Regions from separate parts of the Hordeum vulgare genome. Here region 1 is linked to region 2. The links are chromatin contacts, called in public Hi-C maps. All regions are on one chromosome and are shown on one strand. The core of a region is the stretch at or near the end of the contact, and the rest is flanking DNA. Distances in the headings are between cores, read along the strand shown.

Region 1 (7,021 bases), core at 302-2,801, 150 kb before region 2:
TTTGCTCTGTGGGATAGAAGTTTAAGGCTATGTACTTAACATAAAGTTTTCTGTTAGATTCATGGACAATCCCAAAAAACAATAAGGAAGTGTTGAGGGAGTAGAACTAACCTGCCCAACACGTAGGGTATGAACTTGACTGAAGTCAAGCCATACAGGTAGTTCCCAAGGGAGAAAGGTAATAGGGGACTCAAACGAAGCAGGGTCACAACCTTGAATCCATTTTCACCGATTGCTTTATCAATCGCCAGAAACTTCTTGTTTCCTTCAACCATCTTAAGAATACGCTCTCTAGCAAAGTATCTAGCGATGAGAAAGGCCACAGCGGCAGCTAGCTATACAGTCGACAAAGTTCAATGAGAAAATGCATAACATCAGAATGAAAACAAAAATGTTATTCATGTTGAAGTTACTTACTGTCCCACTGATTGAAACCATAATAGTACCAGTAACACTACCGAATAATAGACCTGCAGTCATGGTCAACGGTACTGCTGGAATCGCAAGAACCTGAATCAAACAAACACCATCATTAGTATTGATCCAAAGTTGCAACCCTAAATTCATTGCCAAGATCTGTAGTGCAATAGCTAGTTTAGGTGGAAATGATCATAAGCCTTGACAAGAAGGTAGAAGACTAAGGTTGATTATTCAAGAATATACCTCCAATCCTGCATAGGCAAGTATAAACAACGCGTACCCAGCAGTGCCATAGCCTGTTCATGCAAAGCAATATGAAAGTTTAACCACAAATGTCCAAGGAAGGCGTTTACTTGAAAGATTTCGTAATGATCAAACAGGAACCAGCAGATATGCGAATGGCTAGTTCTGCAGTCCAATGGTCTAAGCACTAGAATCACCAGCTATATTTGAACATAGAATTCGCAGGGCATTTCATTAATTTCTACTAGGAGCACAGCTTAGGCCAAACAAGTAGCGCAAAGCAAGCAGAGCTAGGAGCAGTGGAGCACAGCTGGATTGTTCGTTCCATTACCCTCAATGAACCCGGAGAAGTGCGTGAGGAAGGTATTGATCTGGTCCTTGTACACGTACCCGGCGGCCCCGAACCCCCCTACGACCCCGACCAGCACAGCCCCGGCGAGCAGAGTCCCGGTGAGGGCCCCCGAGACCCCGCCGCCCTCCTCCTCCTCCTCCTCCTTCCCCTTCTTCTTCTCCTGGTCTGCGGCGGAGCGGCGGTCGTCGGGGCTGGGGCCGCCCCCGCCGCCACCGAAGCGGAAGGGGAGGTTGGGCGAGGCCTTGCGCAGCGTGCCCTTGTCGGACTCCCGCAGCGAGGAGAGCGGCGGGTGGAAGGCCCGGCGGTGGCGCCACCGCCACGGCGAGCAGCCCCGCGCCGCGCAGGGCGGCGAGAAGTGGGAGGAGAGGACGGGCGAGGGGGAGAGCTGCTGCGGCGAGAGGAGGTGCGGCTGCCTCATGGGGTCGGGCTGTCAGGCCAGGGGGCGCGGCGCGGCTTGCTTAACGCGCGGGCTGTGCGGCCATGAGAGCTCGGAAGCGATAAGAGGCGTGGGAGAGAGAGAGCGAGGGGGGAGAGAACGGAACGGGGGAGGGAGGAAGGCGCTGGAGAGTGAATGGAGAGAGAGGGACACGTGGCGGCATGTGGGGGCGGGGGTGGCGCGCGGCCGGAGCGCGCGGTGGCTGCGGCGCGGGCCCGCCCTCGTCCGGCCCGCTGTCGCTGCGGCCCTGCTCTGTGCCGTTCCGTGGTGGCCGGAAGCCAGTAGAGCTGCTGAGATTCCGAAACCTGAGCGCGTGGTCTGTGATTGGTGCAACGGAATCTGTGATCGAACTGGGAAAGATGCCCTCCAGATTTTATCTCCCCGCAGCATCTGTAGTACCTTCAAACCCTTAAAATCTTAAAAATAGATAAACGCTTCCAACCACCGCGCCGGCTGAATCGTTCGGCCGGTCGCGCGGGCCGCGTGCGCTTTGCTGGTCAGGACATGCAACTTTTATTCCGTGTAAATTTGCTACTAGCATTTTTTCTATTTGTTACATTTGCCCACTAAAAAAGTTGCATTCACGTTTGGTTGCAACTTGACTTCGCCGGGTTTTTCGCTACAACCGATGTTTTGTTTTTTGCTACAACAATGTTAATTTTTGCTACAACCGGTATTATTTTTTGCTGCAACCGTTCACTAAAAAAGTTGCATACACGTTCATTAGGGTTGCAACCCGAGTTCATCGGATTGTTTTGCTACAACCATTTTTTTTGTTTTGCTACCACACATCATCAACTTCTTTTTTTGCTACGACCATGTTGATATTTTTTTTGCTACAACTATATTTTTATTACAACCGTTGACGAAAATTGTTGCATCGTGAACGAAATTTGTTGCATTGAGAGAATAATGTTGTATGGAGATTCTAACGATACAGCCCGCGTACAGCTGGCGGATAAGGCGGCCCGTGCGCGACCGGCCGAACGATTCGGCCGGCGCGCCGGCGCAGAGCACTGCCCTTAAAAGTAACTGTTTTTTTACAGTTTGCGAGAAAAAAACGCGTAGACTAGAACCCCTTAACCCTCAAACCCTCTCCCAACCTGTACAAGTGAGGATTAGGGAGCAAAATCTACCCCAACCCTCACTTGTGATCCATCCGAGCGCGGGAGGGAATTTTCCCATCCCAACTGCTCCCGCGCCCACCCGAGCCATCGCCGGCAGCCTCTCCACCCGCAGCCACCGTCCCGCCCCCGGCCGCCGCCCGCACCACCTCCCCAGCCGCCGCCGCCGCCGTCTCGCCTCCCGGGCGCCTCTCCTCCCGTCCCGCACCGCGCCCCGGTTGCCCCGCCCCGCCCCCCGGCCGCCGCCCACACCACCTCCCCAGCCGTCGCCGTCGTCTCGCCTCCCGACCGCCTCTCCTCCCATCCCGCCCTACCCCCCGGCTGCCCCGCCCCGCCCCCGGCCGCCGCCCGTAGCAGGCCGGCCGCCTCTCCTCCCCTCGATCTCCCTGTCCGGCCTCCGCCCAGGCCCCCGCCCGCCGCCCGCAGCAGGTCGGCCTCCTCCCGCCTGCGCCCGCCCCGCCCCGCCCCCCGGCAGCCACCCGCCCACTCCACCTCCTCCCGCCCGCCCCCGGCCGCCGCCCGCAGCAGGCTGGCCTGAGGCGGCCGCGCCCTCCGCCTCCCGGAGCAAGAGGCCGGCACGCCCCCGCGCCCTCAGCCCTTAGCCTCCCGCCCCTGGTCATCCGGTTGTATGGTGATGAGTATCTTCGGGCACCCAACGAGGAAGATACAAAGAGATTGATGGAGATGAATGAAAAAAGGGGATGGCCGGGGATGCATGGTAGTCTTGATTGCATGCATTGTACATGAAAAATTGTCCAAAGGCATGGCACAGAATGTATTGCGGTAAAAGTCGTGATGCTACCATTGTGCTTGAGGTCGTGGCATCAGATGACACATGGATTTGGCATTCATTTTTTGGTTTGCCAGGAACACTCAATGATATTAATGTGCTCAATAGATCTCCTTTGTTTGCAAGATTAGTTTCTGGGGATGCTCGAACTTGCAACTACAAAATCATGGACAATGAGTACTCAATGGGATACTATCTCACCGATGGAATTTACCCCGATTAGGCAACTCTTGTGAAGTCCATCAAGGAGAAAAATGGGGTGCGCTTAACCAGAAAGAGGCTCATTTCACCAAGGCACAAGAGGCAGCCCGCAAGGATATTGAGAGAGCTTTCGGTGTTTTACAAGCAAGGTTTGCCATAGTTCGGGGACCAGCTCATTTTTGGGACAAAAAATCCTTGGAGAACATCATGAAATGTTGTGTGATTCTACACAACATGATCATCAAGGATGAGAGAGGGTTAAACTGCCTTGTTTCTATGACAATGTTGGTACCCGTGTGCAACCGGAAAGAAACCCTTCTTGCATACAAGCTTTTCTTCAAGCACATCGTCAGATTGAGGATGCACACACTCAGGGGCAACTCCGGGATGATCTAGTAGAGCACCAGTGGCAGTTGGTTGGGCAGCGCCAAGGCCCATGATCTACCTTTGTTTACTTTTCTATGTCCTATTTGATTCGAACAATTATTGCAATTTGCTTGAAAACATTGTTGTAATAACTTGAATGATTATTGTGTGTTTGAAAGTACTATTCGGTGTTGTAATAATAACTAGAATGATTATTGTTCGCTTCAAACCATTATTGGGATGATGAAAATTGTGATATGTCAAATGACAGTTTTAAGGGTTGGGGGTGCGGCAAAGACTAGAACCCTCAAACTCAACCCTTATAACGGAATATTTCGTTATAAGGGTTGGGTTTGAGGGTTCTAGTCTTTGCCCCTCCTTTTTAACCCTTAAAAGTGCCAAAAGATGCCAATTCTCAACCCTTAAACTAGTTTGAGGGTTCGAGGATTTGAGGGTACTACTAGAGATGCTCTCAGAATCCTACACCAACTGAGCTGACCCTCTTAACAGCTCTCACGCTAACTTTTAAATAAACTCAACTCGTCGTTAAAGCAACTTTAACTACGCGACGACACGCGCTTTTGTCTGTATTTTGTCCGTTTGGATCGGTTCGTCCGTTCTCCTTTGCGAATGGGTCGACCGTGCGTCTAACGGATCGATTACCGATTCATTTTTCTTCCACGCACATACAATTTTTAACGTTAAACCGACCGGCGGTCATAGGTCATGACATCTATCATGTCAGCGTCGAGAGTTCGCGCGGCCATATGTGGTAGCGGAGCTAGCTTTTCACATCACGGTGGTCCGCTCCAAAAAAATTTGACAAAAAATTTAACATGCAAACGTTCTAACTAGTTCTCAGTATCACATCAAAAAAAGATCAATATGGTTTTACAAACACACTAGAATTCTCAATTAAAACTAAGTTTTGCATAAAGAATCATACATAGTACATACTAGATGGACCATAGACATACCTTGAGAAGTCCAAAAAGACTATGTTTCTGGCCTACGTTTATGCATTGCCATGAATGTACCAATTAAATCATCTTCATTCACCTCGGAGAAAGCATCCCTCTTAATGTATGTGATTAGGCTATCATCCAAAAGATTATGACCCATATTATTTCTCAACTTGCTCTTGACTATGCCCATGATAGAAAAATATCTCTCAACACTTGTTGTTTCCACCGGTAGAACCAATACCGATTTTAGAAGCAAGTACACCAATTGGTGAACTATATGTCTCCCTGTTTGAACAAGCTTAACCGAGAGATCAACAGGATTTCCAAGGCCTCGGAAGTTATCATCTTTCCTCATATCATCTGTGTAGTTATCAAGTTGTAGTTCAAGGTGTAGCAAGTCAGCACTTGAAAAATCTTTGGGATAAAATTCAACAGGTCTTCGTACCTTGCGTGAATCACAAGAATCAAATGAGATGAAGGGATTCAATACCAATTTTAAAAGCAGAACAAATTTTAGAAGCAAGTTCACATACCTTTTGTGCATCAAAAGCAGCAAATGAATTGGCGGGATTCAAAGCAGACATACAAGATAGCAACTCCATATTGATCTCATCAAACCGATTTTCAAGCTCTTGACTAATTTGATCAATGACTATAAGAAAAACTTCTCTTCTAAAGCGATCATTGATACGTCCATTTTGCATCATGCTTTTATGTCAATATTTACTGCATTATGGTCTGTTATTACACATTTTGGTATAATACTTATGCCCTTTCTCTCTTATTTTACAAGGTTTACATGAAGAGTGAGAATGTCGACAACTAGAATTCTGGACTGGAAACGAAGCAAATCCAAGAGACCTATTCTACACAACTCCAAAAGTCCTGAAAAGTTACATAGAATTGTTTTGGAATATATAAAAAATATTGGGCGAAAGAAATACCAGAGGGGACCCACCAGGAGGTCACAAGCCAGGGGCGCGGCCTACCCTAGTTCATCTCTTGTATCCGATCTTTGTCTCAAAACCTCAGATTGGTACGTGTGGGTTGCTAGTAGTGTTGATTACTCCTTGTAGTTGATGCTAGTTGGTTTACTTGGTGGAAGATTATAAGTTCAGATCCTTTATAATTATTAATACTCCTCTGATTATGAAAATTAATATGCTTTGTGAGTAATTACGTTTGTTCCTGAGGACATGGGATAAGTCTTGTTATAAGTAATCATGTGAATTTGGTATTCGTTCGATATTTTGATGAGATGTATGTTGTCTCGCCTCTAGTGGTGTCATGTGAACGTCGACTACATGACACTTCACCATTATTTGGGCCTAGGTAAAGGCATTGGGAAGTAATAAGTAGATGATGGGTTGCTAGAGTGACAAAAGCTTAAACCCTAGTTTATGTGTTGCTTCGTAAGGGGCTGATTTGGATCCATACGTTTCATGCTATGGTTAGATTTATCTTAATTCTTATTTCGTAGTTGCGGATGCTTGCGAGAGAGGTTAATCATAGGTGGGATGTTTGTACAAGTAAGGGAAGCACCCAAGCACCGGTCCACCCACATATCAAATTATCAAAGTAACGAACGCGAATCATATGAGCAGGATGAAAACTAGCTTGACAGAAATTCCCATGTGTCCTCGGAAGCACTTTGCTTTATATAAGAGTTTGTCCAGGCTTGTCCTTTTCTACAAAAAGGATTGGGCCACCTTGCTGCACCATTGTTACATTTGTTACTTGCTACCCGTTACGAATTACTTTATCACAAAACTATCTGTTACCGATAATTTCAGAGCTTGGAGGGAACACCTTAGTGAAAACCGCTGTCATTTCGTTCTGCTCCTGTTGGGTTCGACACTATTACTTATCGAAAGGACTACGATAGATCCTCTACACTTGTGGGTCATCAATACTCTTTTCGGGCGCCGTTGACGGGGAGTGAAGTGCCTTTGGTAAGTGGAACTTGTTAAGGAAAATTTTATATACTGTGCTGAAATTTACTGTCACTTGTCACTATGAAAAATAATCCTTTGAGGGGCTTGTTTGGGGTATCTTCACCCCGACCGGAAGCACAAAGAGATGCTCCTCAACCTGCTGCACCTACTAAAAATATTTATTATGAAA
Region 2 (6,802 bases), core at 866-3,365:
TACTTAGTATCTAGGGACCTCCTTGAGAGGCAGCATGGGCATTGCAGCGCTTGGCGAAGAACCTGAAGGCGAGGATGATCCGATATGGACGCCGCTGTGAGAGGAGAAGCCGATTTCTTCTATGCCATCCTGCGGGAGTTGGTCTTCCCTGATCATTGTGCGGAAGGATATGGAGCCCCGCTTTGTCGACGTGTCAGAGTTCCGCTCGATTTCTCGGAAGCTCTGGTTGGCCACAAGCGATGATCCCTCATAGTAGTAATCATCATAAGGCACCATCTCTGCTATCTCCCTGTTGCCTGTGTCTTTGAGTTTCAATGAATCCCAGACAGGGAAGTATACCAGCAGGAGTATCCCAACAGTTGTGCAGAATAGCATCATCAAGAATGACAAGAAGACGATGACCTCAAATGCTTTATCTCCTGGATTGGGCATCACTGAGAACCCTAGAAGAAGCACCCTGATAGGAAGGAAGAAAAGCACCGATATTATCAGCAAGGAAACCCTCTTTCGCAGCTCCTTGTTGATGACCAAGGATAACACCCGAGATCCAACATAGGAGACATAGCTCATCAAGACAGCATCGATAAGTCCCAGAAAAATGGTGCCAAACAACGGATAGGTGCAAACATTGGTATCCCCAACTGGCATGGATGTCTGTATGAAGTATTTAGCAAACACTCTCCTTCCATGTGCTCTGTTCTCATCCTTAACAAATGTAGGCCCAACAAACACAAGAAGGGCCTGAACGAAGAACACCGGAACACAGAAAACCAACATGTAGCCAATGGTCTTCAAGTTCCATCTCTGGGTCAAAGTGCCTAACTCCCTCTTCTGTAATGAGCCATGCAGGAGGAAAGCAAAACCAAAGAAGATGCTTGGTTCTGCAAACCCTAGATTGGAGAGAATGTAGGCGTCACAAGCGATCTTCTGCCATACTAAGTTGGAGAACAGCTTTCTCTTCAAGAAGCTCAATCTCACAATCTCCCCTACTCCCCACCAAATAGTGATCAGAATCAGAGCAATGCGAGTCACCCAGGGACCATTAAAGTAGCCGAGTGAGAGCAAGGTCCCTTTCCGAATCCGAAACCAGAAGTAGATTGACTGGAAAATGCAGTAGAGGCCCAGAGCAGCAAAGCCCGCAAATAATACAATCGTACACACACCGATTATATCGGCAGCTCCTCTGGTCAGGTGCATCACCCGAAGAACAGCTGCCACGCATGCTCTCTGCTCGCATCGATAGCACAATGACCCACAAATACCATAGACTCGGCCTCCTTCAAAGTTCCAGCCGTGTCCAGCTTCCACAACACTGTAATCGACAAATAATTACATTAGAACGACCGAGGCAACGATCCAAATTTGGTAAGTACAGGTACACAGCCTAAAACAAAGCCAGTTCTGTGGCAAAATTGGCTTGATTTGATTGCACCCTAAACCTCAGGGGCACAAACCACGGTAATAACAAGTTCCATTAGTTACTAGCACACACGCAGTTACTACAGGCAGATACCCTAAGCCGTAACAAGCATAGCAACCGATTCAATCAGCTAATTAACAAGCACAGCCGGGGCATGTAAAACATTGCTCGCATCAAGTAACTAAAAACCTTACAATTCGAGCACGAAAAGACGGCAACATTTAACCAGCAAGCAGTCCAAAAACAGCAAGCACGGCGCTCCCCGCACCTCGCGAGCGGCGTATTATACTCGTCCTCACCAACTAAGCGGCTGGAAACCAGCCCATTAAGCAGCGAGCGAAGCAGAGATCGCCAGAGAAAGCCGGCAGCAATATTGAGATGACAGCGAAAAGGCCAGCGGGAATCACCTCGGCAGGGGGCGGGCGGGCAGGCGGCCGCGGGGGGGACTCCTCGGCGGTGGAAGCTGCGGCGGCAGGGACCCCCGATGGGATCCGGTGATTCGGGGGCCGGGCGGGAGGCGGCGGCGAGAGGCTGTGGGATCCGGCGGCGGGCGGGGCGGAGGCGGAATGGGGGGCGCTGGCGGGGCGGGTGGGAGGGGGGAGTGGGGAATGGGGGAGGTGGAGAAGGCGGAAGGGGAGAGAGAGGGGAGGGGGAAGAGAGAGAGAAGGATGGGAGGAGAGAGAGTCGAGACGAGACAGAGCGAAGAAGAGCGGAGGGGGGTGGGAGACAGGCTGTCTCCAGTTGTCTTGCGGCTCGGTAGGTGCCGATCCTCGCGCCCCGGCCGTCCCCACCCGAGCCTACGTGGGAGCGGGGGGGCTCTGTGCTTTGCTGGGTGCACCAACGCGTATCACCAGGTCAACCTAAGACTAATTTTGCCCGCCTAATCCTGGGTGTCAACCCATGATCAAAATGCAAGTGTTTTATGTTATTATGAAAAATATGTGTTTCTTTTCAAACTTATGTGTTTTCTTTCATGTTTATTATAAAAATATGTGCGTTTTCTTTCGGACAATGGACATTTTTTAATTGTAGAGAGAACAAGTAGGTAGATGGAGAAAAACATGAAATGCACATCGGTCGGTATTGTTTTGTAAGGTTTACTGTGAAGGCTTCATTAAGTTAAATGCCGGCAATGGCCTTTTTTCCTAAAAGAATGCACGTCGATGGGAGTCGAAACGTCGAAACTTCACATATGTACATTTTCCATGCATCATCGTAGTATACGTGGCAAGTCGTCAATCTATGAACTATCTTAATAAAGATAGTAGTTTTTGCACTGCATTATAATTTTGTGTTTCAAATTTAAAAAAAACATGATGCATCTCTATCAAAAATATGCATCTGGTATTGCATGTGTCTTTTGTAAGGAAATAGTGAAGCTTGGATATATGCATAATTAACTACTTGAGTTGCACCGGTTAAAAAAATTATATGATGCATATGATCATGTTCTGCACCAGTTTTTGGGCAAGAATATGTTATAGCTTGATGCATTTCCTTAAGGAAACTAACAAGTTTTGGGCTCGGAGGACCGCACTAGAAATATAGGGAGGACATCACATCAGGGTAAATGCAATATGGGCATTAAAAATATTTCTTTCAACATCGTACATTCCTATTTAACTATGATGAACAACAACCCAAACACAAGGACTTGAAGGTTGACGTGGTTGAGGTAGTGGTCTTCTTTACTGATTGTTGTATATGGCGTATGTGTATTTACCTTGATGGGAAAAAATGAATGACACAAGAAAGAAGAAAGCGCGGGAAATACATAATTAAGTTTACTTCAAACATCGTTAGAGTAATCTAATGATGGACAGGCACCACACATTTGTGTGGTTTTAAAACGTAATAAGTGGTGTTTGCATTATTTCTACTCCTTGTCTGGGTTTAAAAGTACGATGGATTGATGCATCACAACCAAGGATATCTTTTTTTGCGAGAGAAAACAAGCATATCCAGTTAATTAGTCGAGCCCTCGGTCAAGAGACTAGCATCCGGCAAACTCTACTAAATTTGCCAAGTAGCGATTTTCCTCAAACCTTCTCGCGTCGATTTAATGCCTAAAAATATTGTGGTTTTCTTGTGCCCAATCAGCTCTAAGCAATGCCCGCTGTTTAGCTCCAACGGCCTTGGACTAACGGACACTCGCTCGATCCCCGTTAGCCCCTTAAACCTGGACGAAGGGAGAACCTGTAGACAGTTCCTGCGAAATAAAGTCCAAACTCCATCAATATACCTTTGTAGAGCATATATATAATTTGTCTAAACCTATTTAAAATATAATCAAGTTTATAAGAAAATAGCAAGTGCACAATTTGTTTTTGATATGAAGAGAGGAGTTATCTATGTTAGTTAACAAGTATTTATTTATGTTGTTCAACACTAGACCAAACATGACCGGCAAAATATACATCATGTTTTCATGGAAATTACATGATTAAATTTTATATCATGGCTAAACCAAACGATCATTTTGCAGTTTATAGATAAACAACATTTCAAGTAAACATGTGCATAACAAATATATCGGATACGTTTAAAACACTTAAGACTAACTAAATATCATTTCAAGTAATAAAGTTTATTCACCTCTAAATGTATCAAATATATTACCACTTTATGGTTAGCTAAAAATTATATAAAGTAGTAATTTTAATCACCTCTAAAAATATTGCATCCATTAACAAATCATGATTAGTGAAATACTATTCAAAGTAGTACTCACTCCGATCCATATTAATTGCCGCTGATTTACTACATGCAAAATCACCGACAATTAATATGGATCGGATGGGAGTAGAATATGTTCACCTCTAAAAATATCAGATGAACAAAAAGCATTTATGACTAGCTAAATCTTTTCTAAAGTAGTATAATTATTAAGGAGATATCGGATACATAAAATTTTTATGACTAGCTAAATATCATTTCAAGTAGTGAAATCGATTCACACTCTTAAAATAGAATATTTCATCCATCAAAGAGCATTTATGACAGGCCAAATATGATATTTAAAGTAGTGCAATTCTCTCACCTATAAAACACATTGTATACATTATAAATAGTGGAATACCAGATACATATTACTTAAAATAGAAGAATACTTCAGCTCTAAGAATATCAGATAGTAAATTCATTCATATCTAGAAATATTATAATCTCAGGTAGTAAATTCATTCATATCTACAAATATTATAATCTCAGGTAGTACATTCATTCATATCTAGAAATATTATAATCTCAGGTAGTAAATTCATTCATATCTAGAAATATCGGATACATCAAAAGCATATATGGCTGGCTAAATATAACATCGAGTAGTGACATTCATTTCAGATATGAAAAATATTGCATACATAAAGGAGCATTTATTAAGTAGCTACGTTATCACCGAATATCATCGGAAGTAATATCGTTTTGTACTCATCCTGCAAAAAAAGATACTCTAGCTGGTGTGGCTGCAGCAAAGGCGTGTGCACCCAGCAAAACCCCTCGCAGGGCCTTCCACAAGAAAACTGCTGAGAACATACCGACAGCTCTAGCTGGCCCCGCCATCCAGCTGGAGGCTGAAGCGTGGGGCCCAAAGCAGCCTGCCCGGCCACGCCCGGGCCGCCCACGCGGGCCCGCGGAGTCAGCCGGCGAGGGGGCGTTTCCGGTGGGCAGAAAGCGTGCGCGACGAGGCAGCAGCCGTGGCAAGGAAGGGTGCGGCTGCTGGGCGGGCCTGGCTGCTTCCCGTCGCCGGACCCCGCCTTTCAGAGAGACTAGAGCGACGCGCAGTCGGCCCCGCGCTTTTTGGTGCGAGAGCGATCGGGCCGTACGAGCTCCGCATTAGTACGCGGGCCGTGTGTGGTGGTAGGCCGCATCCCGCTCAGAGTCAGTCATGTCGGAATGGGCCAGTACTTCACGGTTGTTGACAGCGGGAAAAAAACATGCAAATGGGGTTGCACAAGCGATTGGTCCCCGATATTTCGCGGCCATAGCAACTACTGGCCCATTCCGACGTGACCGACTCTGAACGGAGCCTCTAAAAAATAAACGTTGTTCTTCGGCAGTACGTACGTCAGGTTCACAGTTCCACAAGGACTAATCAAGATCAGTCATAATTTTCCCGAGAGAAGCACGACGAGGTCGCGCGTTCGCGTTCCACAGGCTTGTGGTCGAAGGGTGATGATGGATGGATGCGTGGGGTTTTCCCTTTGCAACTCTGGCGAGGCGCGGGCAGGGGTACCACCATGCCATCTGGCGAGGCGCGGGCAGGGGTACCACCATGCCATCTGGCGAGGCGCGGGCAGGGGTACCACCATGCCACCATCGCCTCCTCCTCCCCGAACCTCGTACACACGACCGATCTGGATCTGCGCTCGTGCTCCTCCGAGGCGAGGAAAAGTAACGCATCCTACGACATGATCGATCCGGTGCCCTTGGGCATCGTCCTTTCTTAATCTCCATGACATGTGCCCACGTAAGACTTAGAGCATCTTTGATGGAAGGTGTAAATTTGTGTTGAGTAAATAGGCAACTTTTTGATTACATTAAGAAAAGTGATACTAATCATCTGATAGATCACACAATTTTCGTCCGCCTCCTCTGTGCACGACACGTGTCATGTGTTCACGGATCTTTCCTTCTTGAAACAGCAAACATGTCGGATCGTTCAACATAATAAAACCCCCACTCTCACATCTCTGCTACCTTCAGACGAGGCGTCATTGTTAAACTTATTTTAGCAACAATACATGTGTTGCAAAAAAGTGAAGACTGCAAAAAACAATTTCGCAACATAACTTTTGTTGCAAAAAAGAGATCTACTATTGCAGGAAAAAAATCTATAGTAAACACTCGGTTGCAAAATATTTCTGCAACAAGTCCTTCGTTGCAGAAAAAGAATTCCACGGATGTTTTGCAATACGATCTTTGTTGCGAAAAATATTATATAACAAACTCTGTTTCAAAAAATATTTCACTGGTGTTTTCGCAACACGATCTTTGTTACAAAAAATATTCTACATGTGTTTTTCCTACAGATCTTTGCTGGAAGCAGTCGAGCCCGGGACAAAGTATATGTTCTGTAACAACGCGTTGTTGCCGAAAGAAATGAGTGGCGGAGACGATAAGCAGGACGTGACAAGAGATCGATCCAACGGTCATCAAAGTGGCGGACATATAGCATATGTTGGCCGATGGACACGTAGCAGTCCTCTTAAATTAATTCATAAAATAATCACTATCATGACATTGACTAGATTACTCACATACCGATTACAAAGCAGACTAGCATGTTTTACACATATAGTAGAAACATCTATGCATATAGCTAGTATTGCTAAGACTGAAATAGACAGGAGCGGGATAAACGAGTTATATCATCCAATGGAC

Evidence for each region. Hi-C and Micro-C count contacts between places; a contact is called where the count stands out from the background.
Region 1: a Hi-C map of seedling shows a contact between it and region 2, with 3 times the contacts expected there. The contact joins the promoter of LOC123445111 here to the promoter of LOC123440629 in region 2. A contact is called at or near these places in 3 of 6 Hi-C or Micro-C datasets (leaf and seedling).

What each region holds. Positions count from the first base shown.
Region 1 is chr3H:563,450,925-563,457,945 of MorexV3_pseudomolecules_assembly, reverse strand. It overlaps LOC123445111 (TVP38/TMEM64 family membrane protein slr0305), which reads right to left and starts at 1,551. Exons shown (of 7, transcript XM_045122045.1): 1 at 995-1,551; 2 at 664-716; 3 at 418-510; 4 at 112-335. The coding sequence starts at 1,433.
Region 2 is chr3H:563,306,568-563,313,369 of MorexV3_pseudomolecules_assembly, reverse strand. LOC123440629 reads right to left here and starts at 2,115. Exons shown (of 2, transcript XM_045117192.1): 1 at 1,828-2,115; 2 at 1-1,312. The coding sequence starts at 1,197. The coding sequence ends at 4.